Linked DNA regions of Mus musculus: regions 1 and 2 are each linked to region 3. Evidence: chromatin contacts called from public Hi-C and promoter capture Hi-C data. All regions are on one chromosome and are shown on one strand. The core of a region is the stretch at or near the end of the contact, and the rest is flanking DNA. Distances in the headings are between cores, read along the strand shown.

Region 1 (4,318 bases), core at 270-2,769, 380 kb after region 3:
CTCAGGTCCCCCTTACTGGTTCTTAGGTGTCTCCCTTATCTCAGGTCTCTTAGCACTGCTTTCATTATAGCCCATACATTTGGGTGTATTGTGCCCTCATTTTAATTGAATTGTACCAAGTTTTTAATTCCCTTCTTTATCTCTTCCTGACAAGGTCATCATTGAGTACAATTATTCAATTTCCATGAGTGTAGGCTTTTCAGTGTTTCTGTTGTTGTAGAAGTCCGGCTTTAATCCATGGAGTCTGATAATATAGAAGGTGCTATTTCAATTTTCCTATATCTGTTGAGGCTTGCAATGACTGACTATATGATCAATTTTGGAGAAAGATCCATGAGGTGCTGAGAAGAAGGTATATTCTTTTGTGTTATGCTGAAATAATCTATAGATATCTGTTAGGTCCATATACTTAGAATGTCTGTTAGTTTCATTATTTCTGTTTAGTTTTTGTCTGGTTGGCCTGTCATTGGTGAGAATGGGGTGTTGAAGTCTCCCATTATTTATGTGTGGAGTTCGATGTGCGATTTAAGATTTAGCAAAATGCAAGTGACCTTGTGTTTGGGGCATAGATGCATAGATGTTCAGAATTGAGATAGAACTTTCCTCTGTTGAGTTTGACATGCTCTTCCCTGTCTCTTTTGATTAATTTTGGTTGAAAGTCTATTTTATTAGAAAATTAGAATAGCCACTTCAGCTTGTTCCCTGGGTTGTTTGCTTGGAAAACACCTTTTCAGCCCTTTACTATAAGCCGGTGACTGTCTTTATTGCAGGGAAGATGGCTCGGGAAGGGAAGCTTACCTGTGTGGGTCAGGCTCAACAAGTGTGATGAAGGTGGGAGGAGAGCTGGCCGGGAGTGGAGTTCCCTCTGTGATAGGCTGTTCCCACAGTGCATTTCTAAGTAACACGAACACACAAGATAGGAGGGAAGAGACGAAAAAGTACACAATTGAATTTTTCTACTCCAAAGCAAATGTTTTAGTGATGTCAATATGTCGAATCCTGAGGAGAGTGAACCCCATCACTCTCCGTTCAGTTTGCTCAATACAGACAAGACTGCTAATGAGTGTCACTTATTTATAAAGCTAGATGTCCAAACTGCAGAGTCCAAGAGTGTGTCTTTCATTTGACTTTCCCTAATTCTAGAGTGACTTTTTATTTCAGGCATTTGAACAGAGCAGTTCAGAGACAATATTAGAAGGGAACAGATAATTGCATGCCATTCAAACTGTTGACAAACATGAATGTAATTATGGCCTGCACGAAGCTGCAGTATGCTGGATTGCAGGAGGAAGTCACATTATTAGTTCTTCACAGCCCATACATGCAGTTTCTAAAGAAGCTTTTGTTTTGGATTTCTAATGAATATACCCCACCGAACTGCTTTCTGGCAATAGATGATTAAGGCTACTTCCTTTTAAAGCAACTTCTACCATACAGTTATTTCAGACCAAATACCAATGTAGGTTTGCATTGAAGGAGATGCATTTCTGGGAAACACTCATGAAAGGTCCTTTCAAGGGGATTTCTGAAGTAACAGTGACTCACCTCCTAATCGGCATGCTTTGTTGGCACTGGGGTTTGGGTTCCTTCACATGGAAAGAGGGCATTACTTTTTTGTGGTGACAAAGAGGATTCAAATACCTCACAGTTGATTCTTCATAACGGTCAGAGAGAACTAAAGGAAAAGTTGAGCTCTTCTGGGTCAGCAAAGCTAGTGGGAAAGCTGGGGGAGGGTTAGGTGAGTAGACTTCTCAATGCTCTGTTGCTTTTTAAATACAGAGTGGAAGACTCCTGAGAAAATGTAATCATGATATAATATAAAGTCATTTTAAATTTAATTTTATTTTGTAGGATTAATACATACATGTGAGCATACCATGAAAAAAGTTCTAAGCGGGGAGAAATGCACATGTAGGAATGCATTGAAGCAGAACCTGTAAAAAGAAAGGCAGATAGGGAGTAACTTCTGTCTTCAGTCTCAATGCTGGGATGCTAAAGAGACTAGGGAGCTCATCATGAGAAGATCTCCTTTCTCTTCTTATTTGTGTGTGTGTGTGTGTGTGTGAGAGTGTGCGTGTGCACGCACATGCATTTCCCTATCTCCTTTAATAGAATATATATACATATATATGCGTGTATATATATCTCTATATATGTATACACACACACACACACACACACACACACACACACACACACATATATATATATATATATATATATATATATATATATATAATCACTTTATCATTTATGGTCACTATCAAAGAGGATCTTCATTTTATATTACATATAGCAGACCATGGGAAAAATTATGTGAACATGTCGCTGTGAGAATAACTGATTTTTGATATGTGTGAAGGAATTTGTGACTGAAGTGTGGTTAAATGATAGCTTAATTTTTCTGTGTTTGACATGACTAAAGGGCATATGATCCTGGAGGCATGTTTCAAGTCTGGAGAACTGAAACACCATCATTAAAGAATATGTAAAGTAGAGTCATTAGAGATTAGTGCGTTTTCAGGATCAGATATTTAGAAACCGGGAAAAGAAAATTTTATTGTAACACAAACACTGAATTCTCAACTCACTGTTTTGTATTAAAATAAATGTATTGATAGTATGGCTCTATAACTCCAGAATTTGATATATTTTGAAAATGACAAAAGCATCAAGAGGCTCAGTGATACAAGAGCTAATGGTAGCAGTATCTCATACAGCCTAAGTGATGCTGCACCACGTTATATGAGCATCTGAGGTCCTCCAGTCAGTATGGAATTGATCAAACCAGTGTTCAAGGAATGGTCTAGTTGAAGTCTTCAAAGAACCTAATCCAGAAAGAGTACACAACTCATCACAACCTCTTTAGATCTTTCCGTGGAGTGATACAAATCAATACAAACTGACTTCAGGGTCACAGAACCAGACTTTGAGACTTAGGGTAAGACATATACAGACTTCAGAATTATAGTGACCTAGAAACAATCCTGTCAGTGCCCAAGCCTGGGTCTCTGGTTCTTTAACTTTAAGACAGACATAATTGTATTACCTAATCCTTTGAGACTTAGAAGGGAATTAAATGCTTTTTTGAAAGCCACTGGTTTTTAATAAATATTATTTTCCGTGCCTTTCCTTAAATGTCCAGTAACAGAAACCCATCACAGTGTTGCCAAATCAATCTCTATTTTATTTTACTTTTTATTGTTTATTGTATTTATTTAAATCCCAAATGTTGCCTTCCTTTTAGTCTTCCCTCACAGAGTTCTTCCATTTTTCCTCCCCTGCCCCTTCACCTCTGAGAGGGTGCCCCAAAGGGAAATCCTCTCCTCCCTGGGGCATCAAGTCTCTACAGGATTAGGCACCTCCTCTACTGCTGAGGCCAGACAGAGCAGTCATTGGCTACACATGCGCCAGCGGCCTTAGATCAGGAATAATTGCTCTTTGGTTGGTGGCTTAGTCTCTGGGAATTCCCAGGGGACTGAGTTAGTTGACACTGTTGTTCTTTCTATGGGATTGCCAACCCCTTCAGTTCCTTCAGCCCTTTCCATAACTCTTCCTTAGAAGCCCTCATCCTCAGTCCAATGATTGGCTCTGAGTATCTGCATCTGTCTCAGTCAGCTGTTAGTACAGCCTCTCATAGGACAGCCATACTGGACACCTGTCTGCAAGCACAACATGGCAACAATAATAGTGTCATGGTTTGGTGCCTGCTCATGAGATAGATCCTAAGCTAGGCCTGTCACTCGTTCACCATTTGGTCAGTCTCTGCTACATTTTTGTCCCTGAATTTATTTATTTATTTATTTATTTATTTATTTATTTATTTATTTATGGCAAGAATAATTTGGGGTCGAAAATTTTGAAGGTGGATTGGTATCCTCATTCCTCCACTGGGGGGCACTGTCTTTCTACTGGAGATGACCTTCCTCAGGTTACATATCCCCACTGTGAAATGGGAACACTCCTCCATATTTAGTGGGCTTGCAAGCTGGCACAACCATTCTGAAATCAATCTGACAGTTCCTCAGAAAATCAGAAATAGTTCTAACTGAAGACCTAGCAGTACTGCCCCTGAGCATGTACCCAAAAGATGTTCCACAATATCACAAGGACACATGGTCTACGATGTTCATAGTAGCCTTATTCATAATAGCCAGAAACTGGAAGCAACGTAGATATTCCTCAATCAAAGAATGGATACAAAAAAATGTGGTTCATTTACACAGTGAAATACTGTTCAGCTATTAAAAACTAGGATATCATTAATTTTTCAGGCAAATGGATTGAATTATCATCCTTAGTTAAGTAATACAGACCC
Region 2 (4,427 bases), core at 773-3,272, 310 kb after region 3:
GTGATTTAGGCAAAATTAAAAATTAGTCAGGGTTCTCTAGTGTCACAGAACTTATGGAATGTATCTCTATCTTGAGGGAATTTTATTGTGATGATTTACATTCTGTAGTACAACTAACTCAACAATGGTCAACTGTGAAGAGGAGGTGCAAGAATATAGTAGTTGCTCAGTCAGTCCCATGAGGCTAGTTGTTTCAGCTGGTCTTCTGTAGAAGTAGGTTCCAACAGATGTGTTGGCTAGTAAGTGCAAGCAGGTAAAGAAGTTAGCTAATAAATATGTGTAAGTGCTGACAGCAGTCAACTCTAACCATCCAAAATGGAAAACTAGGTATGCTATGTAAAGTGATGAAGTAAATACCAAACCAGTCAGCCAAGAACACTTCCGACAGAGTGACAGGGAAAGGGGTACAGTACTACCTTCTTGGAAATAAGCATAGCCCTGGATCATAGCATGAATGTGTTGGATACTATTAAAAATACTGTGAACATAAGTTTTAAAGAAGGAGATTTATAGCACTTGACTGTGGGTTTGAGAAAGAGAAGAGAGAGAAAAATAAACATTGCTTCAAGGTTTTGGTAACTTCTGCATGAAGAGGTGTCCTGGGCCAAGAGGAAGCATAGCCCAGGTCTCCATTCTTACCCAAACTTTAATAATGACTGGGGCATAACTGTAAGACAGATAGCACAGCCAACCATCAATCAGTATTATAATGTGGGGCTCAAGACAGGGCACTGGCCATGAGGTACATTTTAGAGGTAGTAGAGATGAAGGCTTTTTGTTTGTTTGTTTGTTTGTCTATAAATAATTAGAAAACAAATTACAAATAGAAAGAGGGCAGTGTCTGAGGCCTGGCAAAACTACAGTATGTGGCAATTACTGAATAGCAGATGGCAATTACTGAAAATAAATCAATGAGTTAGAGGCCATCACCTTAGTGGGAAATTTAGGAAAGTATTGGTGTAGAAAGCAAGAAAGGAAGACTTTTCTACACCAAGGATGCATTCAGAGCTGCTGCATGTTACCCAGCCTTCATAAGGCCAGAACTGAATGATGGTATAGGTTACAGTCATTTCATATGAATGCATAACTAGATAATTTGGTGCTATTGTCATACATTTGCTTTAGCTGTTTTAAATCTCAGTGTGTTGCTGCTCTTTACTGTACTCACACAAAACCAGGTGAAAGGCCAGGTGGGTGGCTCGGTGGGTAAAGGGCTTGCATTGAAGAAGGGAGTTCAACAGTGGATCACAGCAGGAAAGGAGAGAACTAACTGACTTCTGGGAGTCATTGTGTGATTCCATACATTAGCCATGGAACAGACATGTCTGCACTCACATATCATGCACACATGCATATATACACACAAATGCACACAGACACACAGACTTATATACGTATACACACATACACCTCATACACACACATATCACAATACATACAGCCACATATCACACACACAGATTAAATTTAAAAATGAGTAGGTTCATCTTTGAGTTAATGCTGGGGCCCTGTATAGCTAAGCAAATTAGTGGGCATTGTACATTTTTGAATATTTCATTATCTAATTTGGTTATGTTTTTGGTTTGCTTAAGACCAAAGGAAAAGGAAAAGAATAGAGAGGAGAGAAAAAAAGAAAAGAGGGTTTCAAAGGCTGGGGTATAACTCAGCAGGAATGCTTGCCTCAGAAGTCCTTAGGTTCTATTCCCAGAACCATAAAACAAAATAAGACAAGACAAACAAACAGACAAAAAAAAAAATCAAGGAACAAAAGAAAAAAAAACACAGACGTATATAAGAGGATGTCAGGATCATGGCAAAATTACCAAATTCAATCCACGAGCCATACTCATGAACGCAAACAGTTCCATAATCATTTTATTCTCTTTTTAAAAACTAAGTAACATATTAAGGTAAAGCATTATTAATGACTTAATCCCAATCTCTGAGTAATATATTATATGATGGTGTAGATGGCCATGACAGCTATAAGCAGAAGTTCTACTTCCCTTTTCCTTTTTTAATTACAAAACCCCACAGCATTGTGGGTAGCGTTTGCAAAGGCAAGCTGTTCTTCCCCACAGCACGTGCATGCTGGCTCCTGCTTTAATGTGCATTAACCTTGCAATACTCAGAATATGGTTAAGGGATCAGCCATGCGCGCATCGCCTGAAACCTTGTAAAAATACAGGCTCTTGAGCCCCTATCTCAGAACAATCGAATTTCAATCTGTATTTTAATAAGGTCCCCAGGTACTTCATACAGACGTTAAACTTTAGAAACACCTCATTAACAGATTTTGATTCCAACTTCTAATTTCTTAGACCTACATTCACTGAGTTCTTGCTAACTACTTTGAAATGATCAGTAGGTATAATTTTAGCCACAGTCTGGGAAAATGGTTTTCCTGCATTACAGATATGAAAACTGAGATGCAAAGAGATGATACAATATTCCCACGAGAGCAGCCATAAAGACCCCAGATCTAACTTTAAGTATTTGAGTTATAAGTACTTTTCTTTGAACAAGATAGTTGGTACCTTCCCAAAGCTTTACTTGTGGCTGCATCCCATAGAAGTCCAGGGTCTTTTTTAGAGATTCAATGATTTGTTTCATAGTGGGTTTTACTCTTGAATTCTAAAAATGATTTATTATGAAGTACACAGTCTTCTCTTTTTCAATCCAAAAGGAGAAATTGTTCTGTTTTGCTTTGTTTTTTTATTTGTCTTTCAGGTGTAGTCTAAGGTTTTTGTTATGGTTGGTTGGGCCTAGATTTTATTTTGTTTTGTTTTGTTCTGTTTTATTTTCTGAAAAGGAACATCAAGTGGAACCAAATGACAGATATTAGATAGTTCCAATGTGAACTTGTCATAATTTTTTTAGTAAAATTAATTTGTAACATTTAATCACTAATGCACATCAACTAATATTTCAGTATAGTTATGTACAAATACATGGGTTTTGGTGAATTGTTTTGCTCTTATGTATATGAAAAGATGTTAAGAGCCAGAGGACCAGGGCATCTGCTGTGAAATAATGTCTTCTATAAATGTTAGGGAAGCCTTACTCATGAAATCTCAAAAATATAATTACCTAAACAAAACCTTCAATATACCACTATTAGATGGCATGCCAGTGTACATGAGGAAATTTTATATGGCCCAACACCTATATGAAGAGCTACAGGAAATAAAAGTGTCTACTGAGAGAAGGAAATCGGTAATATCCAGGTGTGAGTCCTCTGATAGATTATCTACTCCCAAGTGGTCAGCCCTCCATAAAAACACATGTGGACAACAGTATGTGGATGCAGTAGACTATATGCAACACTTGGGCACGCCCACACACATACCCATGCACACACACACACACACACACACACACACGCAAACATGCATGTACACATGCATACACACATACATACACCTGCACATGAACACATAAGTATAATTAAAGAAAATTACAACAGGAGTTTGAGAGCAGTTTGGGGACACTGGAGAAGGGAGGAAAAGAGGGGTGGAAATGATGTAAATACAGTTTGCATATAAAATTCTCAATTTTAAATTAAAAGATGTTTTATTTTTGAAAATAAATCTGAAACACCTAAAGTTACCTAACAAAGTTAAATTAGGAAAAATCAGTTTAGAAAACTTAAGTGTAGAACACTTTATGATGTATATCCTAGCTGATGTGAAATCAATACTGTTCTGATCTTTGGCCCATGATACACCCCACCAGATATACTGGATCTCAAGGATGATTCTAATGGTGTCACAGGTAATTGGAGAGATGAGAGGTGATCTGGACTGTCATCACTACACATCCGTACACAAATATGTGTACAAACACACATCCTGTCTCGTAACTGGCAGAAGACGCTCTCATTTCCTTTTGTATTTAGTGTGTGAAGCACTTAACGCATCTCTGTGTTGCACTGAACACTGGTATCTTATTATGTTGCTTGCTTACCCTCTGTGTGAAATTGTTCAACAGCACCTATCATCTGCTGACTATTCTTTTTCAACAATGATTACAGTCACAGCCTGACTCAGCAACTGGGGCATACTTTTTAGAAAGATTGTATACCAATTCAATGTAAAAATAGATTAACATATTTTCTAGATGCACTTCAAATTTATGAACCTGAGGCTTCGTTTTCCATAAATTAATTAAATGCCAAGGGAATTAACACTGAGGAAACACTGTACATTCTTAGGTGCAAGTGTCAATTAAAGCTTGCAGAACTGCAGCTCAATCACAGAGGTTATTACAAAGCCCTATTTTAAAAAAGCTGCAATCTGCTAAGTATCAGCAAGTAACCTGGTGCTGAGCACTGTTAAATGTAAATGCCAAAATTAATTGACTTGCCATACATTACCTTTTCAGAATCTCATACTGGCTGGCAAATTTTCTGTTTTTCTACCCCAAGG
Region 3 (4,136 bases), core at 1,150-3,649:
GTTTGAAGTCCTCATTGGACATGGTGTAGATGATGGGGTTGATGAGGGAGTTAAGATAGCCTAACCAATTGAAGAAGTCAAAAATGGCCATGTGAAACCAGCAGGCATCCTTACAGATAGGCATCACCAGGGAGATGATGAAGAAGGGCAGCCAACACACAATAAATGCTCCTAAAATGATCCCTAGGGTCTTGGTGGCTTTGCGCTCCCTAGCGGCCATGAGTTTCTTCTTTTCCAGCAGGGCGTCTGAGACTCGCACTTTGACTTGGTTCACGTACACAGGAGACCCGGACTCACTGGGCACGTCCGGAGCCCGGGAGTTAATGGAGGTGACCGAGGATGTGGATCCCGGGGAGTCTGTTATCAACTGGGCTCGGGTCAAGCGCTTGCCGGTCTTGTTGGGTGTCTGTTTCAAAATCCGAGAGCGGGCTTCCACATAGATGCGGCCATAGAGGGCGATGAGGAGCAGGGTGGGTAAATAGAAAGCGCCCACCGTGGAGTAGACCGTGTAGAGGACGTGGTCGGTGTTCACAAAGCAGTCCAGCATCTCCTCCTCTGCTTTGGCTTGACGCCAGAAGAAGGGTGGCAACGAAATAGAGATGGAGAAGACCCACACCAGCACGATCATGATGGCCGCCCTTTTGGGAGTCCTTTTAGCAGAATACTCCACCGCATCGGTGATGGCCCAGTAGCGGTCCAGGGCGATGACACAGAGATGCATGATGGAAGCAGTGCAACAGGTGATATCCGACGACAGCCAGAAGTCGCAGACCACCTGGCCTAGTGTCCAGCGTCCAGTGACCGTGTACATGGTGCTGATGGGCATCACCAGGATGGACACGAGCAGGTCAGTGACTGCCAGAGAGGCGATCAGGTAGTTAGCCGGGGTGTGTAGCTTCCGGGTCCGATACACCGTAGCGATTACAAAGGCGTTGGAGAGCGTGGTGGCCAAGGTGATGAGCGCCAACAAAGCAACCAGCAGGACTTTCCAGGGCAGGGCGATGGAGTCCTGGTAAATGTAGCCGTCGGCGCTGCAGTTGTGGGAGAGGTTGGTGAGAGGTACCCCTGTCTGGGAGGCGGCGGGAGGCGGCGGGGCGCACTGAATACCCTGCTCCTCCATAGCTCTCCTCGTCCTGGCTGCGGAGCGCAGCTCTTGAACATGGAGCGGACCAGGGAAAGAACAGAGGACGGGAGGATCATGGAGACTATAGGCTTGTCTCCTTTGGCTAGCCAGTTCCGTGGGCTCCTCAGTAACTCCTCCGCCTGTGTTCTCAGCCCAAAGGAGAGGTCACAGGCGCGGCCACCAAGCCTGCGGGCGCGTCCCCTGCACTTCCAGTGCGCCAGGCGCTGCTGCCGCGTCTGCTAGCTCCTCTCCACTCCCCGTCTTCGCCCGGGTGAATAAAGCACTGGCCCACCCAGTCCAGCTTCTCTCAGGTTCCCTGGAGGCAAACAGTGGAGAAGGACTAAGTATCGCTTGTAGAGGGGTCTCGGGGTCTAGTGGGACCTCTTACCCCAATTGCTCAGGTCTCAGCTTCTCCTAACCCGGGCGCTCCGGAATCTGCAGACTCCGCCCGAAGGAGTTTGCTGGCTGTGCAGACCGAAGCTTGCAGGCCAGTGCAGAGTCCTGGGCTTGCATCCCCACCCCATGCCCCCTACAAGCCCGGAGCTCCGCCACTTTCTTTGGCCGCCGCCTGACTTGGGGATTGTGAAGTCTGCGAGCCAGCCGCGCGGCGCCAGCAGCCTGGGCGCCGCACTCCCTCCCTTTTCACACGCTGGCCACACCAGCGAGCTGCCCCGTGGAGACCCGGCCACCAGAGGGGAGACTCTGGGGCCCGAGCTGCGGCAGTTCGAGCCGCCCTGCAGCTGTCACCACCTCCAGGGTTCCAGCAGCGCCGCTGGGAGCCATGCCGCGGGGCACAAGGGGCTGGGGCACCTGGAGCCGCACACCGGGAGGGGGCAGGTGTCTGGGGGAGCGGGAGGAAGTCGGTGTGCGCCAGCCCGGGAGCGGGGTGTGAGCCTCAGAGCCGGTGGGGCTCCTTTTATATTATCTGGGTCCAGCCTGGTCCGGCTGTGCAACTCGTGCAGTGCGGCGAGAGCAGACGGCGGCTGCAAAGCACCTTCCCTTCTGCTCTTTCCCCCCTCCCTCCCTCTCTCCCTCCCTCCCTCCCTCCTTCTTTTCCTCCCGCCCAGATCCAGTCCCTGCTACAGAATCTCCCGCAGGGTCCTACCGCCCTCTCTCGCAGTTTTCTTCACCTTGTCCCTTCTCCCGACCCTGAAACTTGGAGTCGCCTTTCAAGCAGGGAATGGGTAATGGGACGTCCTGTTCTAGCCTCTGAGAGCTTTGAGTCTTTGCGCTCCGCAGTCAACCCACGTCTTTAGTCGCTGCCACAGACTTAGTGCGGGCGTCCGGGTCTAGGCTTCCGCCTACCACCACCTCCCTCTTTCCTGGTGGTTGGTGGTAGGTGGAGCAAGCGCCAATATCTGAACTCTCCCTTCTGGAATCTAACCCCACACCGAGGGCCACACCCAGTTTAGGAGGCGCCAGGGATGCTTCCTTAGAAGGAAGCAGCCAATATGTGCATGCTATACTTCATGCCTGGGGCTTTGAGACATCTTTGACTCTTAGTACATTAAAAACACAATTTCCCAATCTACATTTAGAAATTTGTGCTTGTCATTCAATCCTCCCCTTTAACTTTGTGAGTCAACGGGAGAGAAGCTGTCTGCAAGATGTAAAACAGTGTCATAAAGAGAAGCCTACTGTATGCGAAATTAAACCTTCCACCCCATCCTCCCGCCCCAGTGGCTCCGCAGCTCAGCGCCCGACTTTTCAGTAAGAAGTTCTTCCACTCAGCCCTCCCAGAAAAGGAAAAATAAAGGGGTCTCTGAGCCATCACAACTACAGTCACCACTGTCTCCTTTGCCCTAGGCAAAAGGTTAGCAATTCTGCCATAGGGGGCAGTAAGCATAGCAGCTGGGTCCCCAAACCCGGAGCAGATTCCCTAGCCTTGGTTTCGCCTCCAATCTGAACAGAAACAAATACAGGGTCTACTTAGGAATCAAAAGCAAAGTAAATGGCAATGTATTCTCCCCGTGTTAAGGACTAAGGTTCCCACTAGAATTCCCGCGAGCCTAAGTGTGTGTTTGATATGTTGAATGGATCTAGTAAGAGTCACATTATAATTGAAATCATCAGTTTCTCTGCAAGTGTTTTTTTTTTTTTTTTTTACACCTCAAATCGTTCCATCCCAGAGCTCAGCCAGGATCATCTGCTCTATTGGCCATCCAGTTTTAAGGGTGGAGCAATTTCAGACCTTTACAAGAGACTGAAGGTGACAAAGTCCCAAACCAAATTCCCTGAGTTCTTGCCCCTCTAAGCCAGCAAGGCAGACAAAAATTAGAAAGCATAACTGATGCTGAGTGTTTTCCTCTGCATTAGGAATATGGAGACAAACGGGGCAAATTCAGATCCAGTTTTACAGCAGTTATATTTTAGGAGAGGCAAAGACAGTTGCTTACAGTCAACTAAATCAGTATACTTTCATTTGGCAGCTAGTGTCCTAAAAAAAAAAATCTTCCAAGCTTTGGAAGGGGGCTTTTTAACTAAGGTTTAAGGTTTAAGCTGTGTTGCAGTAGATGCCGCGAGGATAAAAACACCACCTTTTTTCCTCTTTTCCTTTTCCTAAGATCAGAGACTTCAGCATATTAAGCATTTTTTTCCACCACATTTTAAGGTGCCCCATCCTCCAGTCTTCAACTCGATCTACCTACATGAGGTGCCTTCATTATCTTACTAACTAGCTCAGCACCAGTTAAAAGCTATTGAAAACGGACTGGAAGCTGGCAATGTTGAGCCACTAGGTGGGGGCGTTGACCAGGATGGAGCAAGAGTGTGGTTGAGGGGCAAGAAAGCCGGGTGGATGCCAGGAAACTATTTTCCTGCTACTATACTATCATTAGTATCATTCGGGAGCTAGGGAAGATTGAGGGGCGTGTTCAAGAGGCGGAAGGAGGGAGAATATTAACAACTATGGACAGCCTTCTTATTTCTGTTTCCGAAGCAGGAGACTGAGAAACCGCCTTGGTGTTGGGAGAGAAACAGACACCTGTGGCATTCCCATGCATTGCAGCTGATC

Evidence for each region. Promoter capture Hi-C pulls out the DNA fragments that hold promoters and counts their contacts. A called contact is a pair of places that touch in the nucleus more often than the background predicts.
Region 1: a Hi-C map of Th2 cells shows a contact between it and region 3, with 2.2 times the contacts expected there. The contact joins the enhancer-like site here to the promoter of Htr1b in region 3. A contact is called at or near these places in 1 of 15 datasets of contacts at CTCF or cohesin (large pre-B cells), 2 of 484 Hi-C or Micro-C datasets (both in Th2 cells), 2 of 115 datasets of contacts at active chromatin or transcription factors (embryonic stem cells and large pre-B cells) and 2 of 9 other capture datasets (embryonic stem cells and liver).
Region 2: a contact with region 3 is called in a promoter capture Hi-C map of pre-B cells, with 2.2 times the contacts expected there. The contact joins the enhancer-like site here to the promoter of Htr1b in region 3. A contact is called at or near these places in 1 of 39 promoter capture datasets (pre-B cells), 1 of 484 Hi-C or Micro-C datasets (cortical neurons), 1 of 115 datasets of contacts at active chromatin or transcription factors (large pre-B cells) and 1 of 9 other capture datasets (pancreatic islet).

What each region holds. Positions count from the first base shown.
Region 1 is chr9:82,009,607-82,013,924 of GRCm38.p6, forward strand. The region is part of intron 4 of Mei4 (meiotic double-stranded break formation protein 4); the gene reads left to right. Among named protein-coding and RNA genes, the nearest start is that of Mei4, 150 kb to the left of the region's middle. Within about 2 kb of position 1,520, at least 3 of the 459 cell types and tissues checked have an H3K27ac peak or open chromatin away from gene starts, as enhancers often do. A contact at or near this core is called in Th2 cells, where this site is marked.
Region 2 is chr9:81,943,764-81,948,190 of GRCm38.p6, forward strand. The region is part of intron 3 of Mei4 (meiotic double-stranded break formation protein 4); the gene reads left to right. Among named protein-coding and RNA genes, the nearest start is that of Mei4, 82 kb to the left of the region's middle. Within about 2 kb of position 2,023, at least 7 of the 459 cell types and tissues checked have an H3K27ac peak or open chromatin away from gene starts, as enhancers often do.
Region 3 is chr9:81,631,433-81,635,568 of GRCm38.p6, forward strand. It overlaps Htr1b (5-hydroxytryptamine (serotonin) receptor 1B), which reads right to left and starts at 2,400. Exons shown (of 2, transcript NM_010482.2): 1 at 2,254-2,400; 2 at 1-1,439. The coding sequence starts at 1,120. It overlaps D430036J16Rik (RIKEN cDNA D430036J16 gene), which reads left to right and starts at 498. Exons shown (of 3, transcript NR_040395.1): 1 at 498-847.